Regions from separate parts of the Drosophila melanogaster genome. Here region 2 is linked to region 1. The links are chromatin contacts, called in public Hi-C maps. All regions are on one chromosome and are shown on one strand. The core of a region is the stretch at or near the end of the contact, and the rest is flanking DNA. Distances in the headings are between cores, read along the strand shown.

Region 1 (2,803 bases), core at 156-2,655:
AACAAACATTAGACACACACGCGCTGGCACACACAAAAAAAAAAAACTATTTATTATGTAGCTCATGAAGCCACCAAATGGCGAATTTTACTTTCATTCAGCTGAGATTTGTTTGTGTGCCAAGTGTGCTATATGTAATCAAATTTGGAATATTAGAATGATGATAGAATACGAGACGGTTGGGTGGGCATGGGACATGAGACATGGGGCATCGGGCATCCAACCCTTAATGTTAGTATGCCGAGTGCGTAAAAAGTAAAAACATTTTTAGTAGCGGCTTGCCATTCAAATGGACACACCGTATTGCGTAGCCCATACGCATGAGTAATGTCAATTGGCTCCGATTGTTCGGAATCGGACGGACTATAGCTTTGGAGTCCATAAGCATAACGATCGCGTTGCGAAAGTTGCGGTTGCTTTTGTATCTTTGGTTTATCGGGCATCCAGTGTGCGCCCATTAGGAGGAGGAGCAAGCAGTCTTATCGGGCTTATCATCTCGTAATCTCCGACGTGGATATAGAAGGATGTCTTGGGCGGGGGGTGGGTGTTGTTCGTCGTGTTGATGCTCAAGTCTCGTACTGTACATCTCACTGTGCCTGTGCTGCTCGTTAGTCTGGATTTTGATTAAATTTATGATAATGCCAGCAATAAAGTCTACGTTTTGTATCATACGAAGTGCCTGCTGTCTGCCCACTGTGTTATAAAATTGCTGCGCGCATATAAAGATTACAACCTTTTAAAAGTGACGCGATAATCGCTGTTGAGAGTGTTTTGGTTGCCCGATCAAGCCGAGTTGGCCAGAACACAATTGTTTCACTTTCACAATGCCCAAATATTTGATTAACTCGTAATCATATGAGAACACCCCCCCCCCTCCCACACATTGTTTTTGTTGCTGGCCCAAAAATGACAAAAACGAGAGAAAAAAAAGAAGACACAAACTCACTAATTTTTTGCCATAACGCTAACCGCAAAAGCTTTGTCCCGTGTCCGACTTTGTTTACCTGTGTTTACCTGTGCTCAAATTACGCTCTTGTGTGTGTTTACAAGGCTAGTTCGATGGTTTATTGGTTATTACCTCAAAGTTGATTGTCCCGCCGTTGCCGTATTTTTGAAATATCTGCGCCACGTATTTGTTGTATTCCGTGGAAGCTGGCACTGTTTTGAAAAATAGTGAGCCCAGGCAAAATAGGTTTAAGACTAGCACCTGCTTTTGGGCCATCGTAATGGACTGAACACTCAGGTGGTGGTAGATAGTATTTCTCTTTTCGTTTTATTCTATTCGTTTTATTGAACCCGGTTATCTACTGGTCACTCGTCATTTCACTGGGGGCTTCACCGGGATTTTTTCGAGTTTTTACAGACGCGTGCGATCCGTAACACTGCAGCCAACTACCGATCCCGTTCAACGGTCTTTTGAAATGACAGTTTCGCCCACGCAACGTTTTATACGACTTTCGGTTCGACGAGCGTCGGCGCGTTCTCCTTTCTCCCTCTCTCCTTCGCCCACTGGGCGGGCAACTCATCGCTCTGCGCACTCGCTACAAACTTAACTGTCATTTGGATTGAGCTTTGGAAAAGCTTTCGCCGGACCATCAAATTTGAGCGCCAAAAATTAATAAAGTCGATTAACCTGTTCATCGGCTAAACTCACATTAAATAGTGTACTCAGCCTTTAAATTGAAAATACTAAAGTTTTACACTTTCCTTTCATAATCTTAAGAATCTGGCTAAATGTTATTATTAAGCAACAATACTTTATACTAAAAACTATCCGGTAGATTGTAACTATGAAGAAAAAGATTGCATACCTAAAGGCGTTGTAAAGGCGCTTTCATCAAGTAGTGAGTTTTAGAACTCGCTGGAGTAGGAAAAATAACTAGAAAATGAAAATATTTAAAAAAATTAATAAATATTGTGGTAGATAATTATGATACTTTAAATAGATACCATGCGAAATGATATAAGTTACTTTTTTACCTTTAAAATGCCAATTTCCGCCCACTTCACAAAAAGTAATAAGATTAAAGTTTAATGTGTTTATTATTAACTTTCTTATACAAAACAAATTCGATTTTTTACATTTCGCAAAAAGTTGCATCAATAATAATTATTACTTACTGAATAAGCTCCTAATTACTTGTATAATATGTAAAAATTGGTTCGCATTTTGTATAACAGGCGTACTTCTGCTTTCGACGAGGAACTCATTTTTTTTGGGTTTGAAATATACATTAAAAGTACGACTAACAAATAATATTAATTGAAGCAGGGACTTCCCTACCAGAATGCATTTGAGTTATTTACAATAACACTTTTGTAATGTTGTGCGTAGGTTTTCAAAATTTCGCGTTGCTAACCTATCTTAGGGGTAAATTGAGACTTATCCTAACTACAAGATATTCCCTTCTATAGTTGCGTTGATCGATACATCCACAAAAGGCCCTCTCTTCCCAAAGTCGTAGAGTCCTGCAGTCCTAGTCGAACTTCTCCTGGTTGGGCATACAGATGAAGAATTTGGAGCACCACAGGTTGATCGCCTGCGAAGTGTCCGCCAGCCATTTGACCGGTTTGTGGATGGTCAGGTAGTAGACCGGAATTCCAGACAGTATAATGATCGTCCCGATTCCTACCACATATGGCGTCTGCGTGCAAGAGAAGATGACCAGGAACAGGCAGACGATCAGATAGATGATGGGCAGCGCCAAGTTGACCTTGATGGGTCGCTCCGTCTTGGGTTGCTTGTAGCGCATCCACAGCAGTCCGGATACCGAGATCAGCGTGAACAACGCCTCCACGTAGC
Region 2 (2,803 bases), core at 114-2,613, 170 kb before region 1:
AGATCTTGGACTTGAAGTTATTCAGTTCGATGGCCATTTCGCAGGCCTCGTCGATCTTTGCCTTCTCCGCCGGTGTCAGCATGGTTCTGCGAAAGGGAATGGGATTCAGTGACATGTTATTTTGGGTTACACCGTTCAAATAACTTACCCCTGTGTGGTGGACGCCGTGACTGACACAATCATAATGGTGGCCTGCGTGAGAATAGCCTGCAGCTTCTCGTTATTTTTGACCTGGTCCAGGTCGTTGCCCAGCTCCTTGACCGCCAGCAAGTACTCGATTTCACCCACGATCAGGGAGTCCAATTCGGGGAATCGCTTCTGATACTTCTCCTTGGTGAACTTGTGCACAATGGAGATCTCGTTGTCAATGTCCACAGCTATGGCATTAGCGTCCACGATGAGGCAGTACTCTGGATCGGATTCTACGGATCCCAGCATTTCGGCTGCAGTTCTCTGGCGACTGGCATAGTGCTCGATCTGCTGCAGCGTGTTCTTCAGGCGCTCAGAGTCGCGCAGCTTGCACAGTTCCCGCACCGACTGCACGGTTACATCCACGTCCATCAGATTGGGAGCCGGCTTAGCCAGCTTCTCCGCCAGCAACTGTTTTGTGGGAGGGGAATCATTAGGTCTGATCAACATTTGCTTTGGTTCCTTACGCTCTCGTCCTCTGCACTGGCCATCTCCGAATCCTCCTCCTCCAGCTCATTGTCATTGTCTTCCTCGAGATCGGCTAAAAGCTCATCGGCTAGCGACATTTTGGCTTATTTCAAAAGTTTATTTTGCGATCTCGTGAAATTAAGTTTGTTTTGGAATTGAAGTGACCGTTGCTCAGCCGCCTTAGAATACCATGCGGTTCATTGAAAAAATACTAAGTATTAGCATGAAATATATAGGGTATTCATTTAAAGAATACCATAAGGCTATTCCACTGGATTTTAATTGATCAATTTGACCAAATTCAATAAACATTTCATGAACAGAACGATCCAATATCATAACTCTTGTTATTATTCTGGAAAGTTTCGATTTTCCTGCTTAATTAGAATTCTGTATCTAAAAGTAAAGGAATTGAAAATATGGTTGAAAATATAAGGTTGATGAAAATATAGGTATGGCTATCAATTGTTTTGCTTAATTCTTAACTATCACTCTTTATTTATTTTGGGACAACAAAGCCTAGATAAACACAGATCAAAAATGAAAAAAAATGACTTATTATATAAGAAGCATCAAATTGTAACGAAAAAATAAAATCTCCTCAGTGGTATTCGAAAATTCCAACGGGCACGAGTTCCCTAAATATACTAAATAGTCAAGCTACTATTTCGGTATTATTAAGCCACAATTTGACAGAATATTTTTTGGTTTTGGCGCACAATCGCAGCGTCTGCATCCTGGTTTTTTGAGTAACCTGGCAGACGTTTCTAGGCCATTGTCATGTCCAAGAAGTTAAACACCAGCGTGGGCGGGACGCCCACAAACACGCTACTAAATTACTTTTCCAAGTCGCCAGCTTTCGACAAAAAGAAATTGACTCCTAGCGTGAAAACAGATCCCGATGCATCCAAGAGCGAAAAGGAGAATCTCCAGAACCAGCAGCCAAAAGTGAAGGATGGTAAGAAAGAGGCTTCCAAGCCGGCGGCCAAGAGGAAGTTGCCCATTTCCGACGATGAGCCGGCCAGTGGTCAACGCAAGCGGAAGCGCATCGTTCAGCCGGAATCGGACAGTGAGCCGGAAATGGAGGTAACCAAGTCGGAGGACGACTTCTCCGATTGCGCCTCCGACTACGAACCGGATGAGAATGAAGCCAGCGATGATAGCGTTAGCAGCGGCGCGGAGGAGGTGTCGCCTAGCGAGAACGACATGTCCGTGGACAGTCCGACACCCAAGAAATCGCGCAAAAAGTCTAAGATTCTGAATAACAACAATAACAATGAGCCATCGAGCAAGAAGGTCAAGCTAGAGTCGACCATCCAGTTGGCCGAGGGTGCAACCTTTCAAGAAAAGCTGAAGAACCTGCAGAGCAATGCCAAGCAGGATGCTTCCTACGATGATATCGTGACCAACACGTCCAATCTGGATGAGCCCGTTGTTTGGCCGCACCAGAAACTAGAGTTCCTGCAACCGGACAAGATCAAGGACAAGGAGGGAAGACGTCCAGATCATCCGGACTACGATAAGAGCACCTTGCATGTGCCGGAGAAGTTCCTCAATGGCCTGTCGCCGGGAGTTCGACAGTGGTGGGTCCTTAAGTCGGACAACTATGACTGCGTCTTGTTTTTTAAAGTCGGCAAGTTCTATGAACTGTATCACATGGATGCGGATGTGGGCGTCAACGAGCTGGGCTTCACTTACATGCGCGGCGAGTTTGCTCACTCCGGTTTCCCGGAGATATCCTTCGACAAGATGTCCACCATTCTCGTAGACAGGGGCTTCAAGGTAATTTGTCCAAGGATAGCTCCTTTTCCCAGTAAAACTAATACAAGTTTTTCTTTAGGTGGCTCGCGTTGAGCAAACGGAAACTCCAGATATGATGACTGAGCGCTGCAAGCGGATCAAGGCCACCAAGTTCGACAAAGTGGTGGCCCGCGAGATCTGCCAGATCACCAATCGTGGCACCCAGGTCTTTGGCTCACAGTGCAAGATCGGGCCGAATCATCAGCCCAACTATATGTTGGCCATAGTGGAGAAGGATGAGGGAACTTGTAGCCGGTATGGAGTGTGCTTCATAGACACCTCCATTGGTGACTTTCATTTGGGTGAGTTTGAAGACGACAAGAACTGTTCCCGCCTCCTCACCCTG

Evidence for each region. A called contact is a pair of places that touch in the nucleus more often than the background predicts.
Region 2: a contact with region 1 is called in a Hi-C map of the Kc167 cell line, with 1.7 times the contacts expected there. The contact joins the promoter of Msh6 here to the promoter of Zip71B in region 1. A contact is called at or near these places in 3 of 107 Hi-C or Micro-C datasets (the Kc167 cell line, larval brain and wing imaginal disc).

The regions. Positions count from the first base shown.
Region 1 is chr3L:14,990,891-14,993,693 of dm6, reverse strand. It overlaps Zip71B (Zinc/iron regulated transporter-related protein 71B), which reads right to left and starts at 1,405. Exons shown (of 4, transcript NM_001316435.1): 1 at 1,079-1,405. The coding sequence starts at 1,222. It overlaps mnd (minidiscs), which reads right to left. Exons shown (of 5, transcript NM_168601.3): 5 at 2,027-2,803. The coding sequence ends at 2,478.
Region 2 is chr3L:15,157,122-15,159,924 of dm6, reverse strand. It overlaps Msh6, which reads left to right and starts at 1,363. Exons shown (of 5, transcript NM_140498.2): 1 at 1,363-2,439; 2 at 2,498-2,803. The coding sequence starts at 1,438. It overlaps Prp31 (Pre-mRNA processing factor 31), which reads right to left and starts at 825. Exons shown (of 4, transcript NM_140499.3): 1 at 657-825; 2 at 149-600; 3 at 1-86. The coding sequence starts at 755.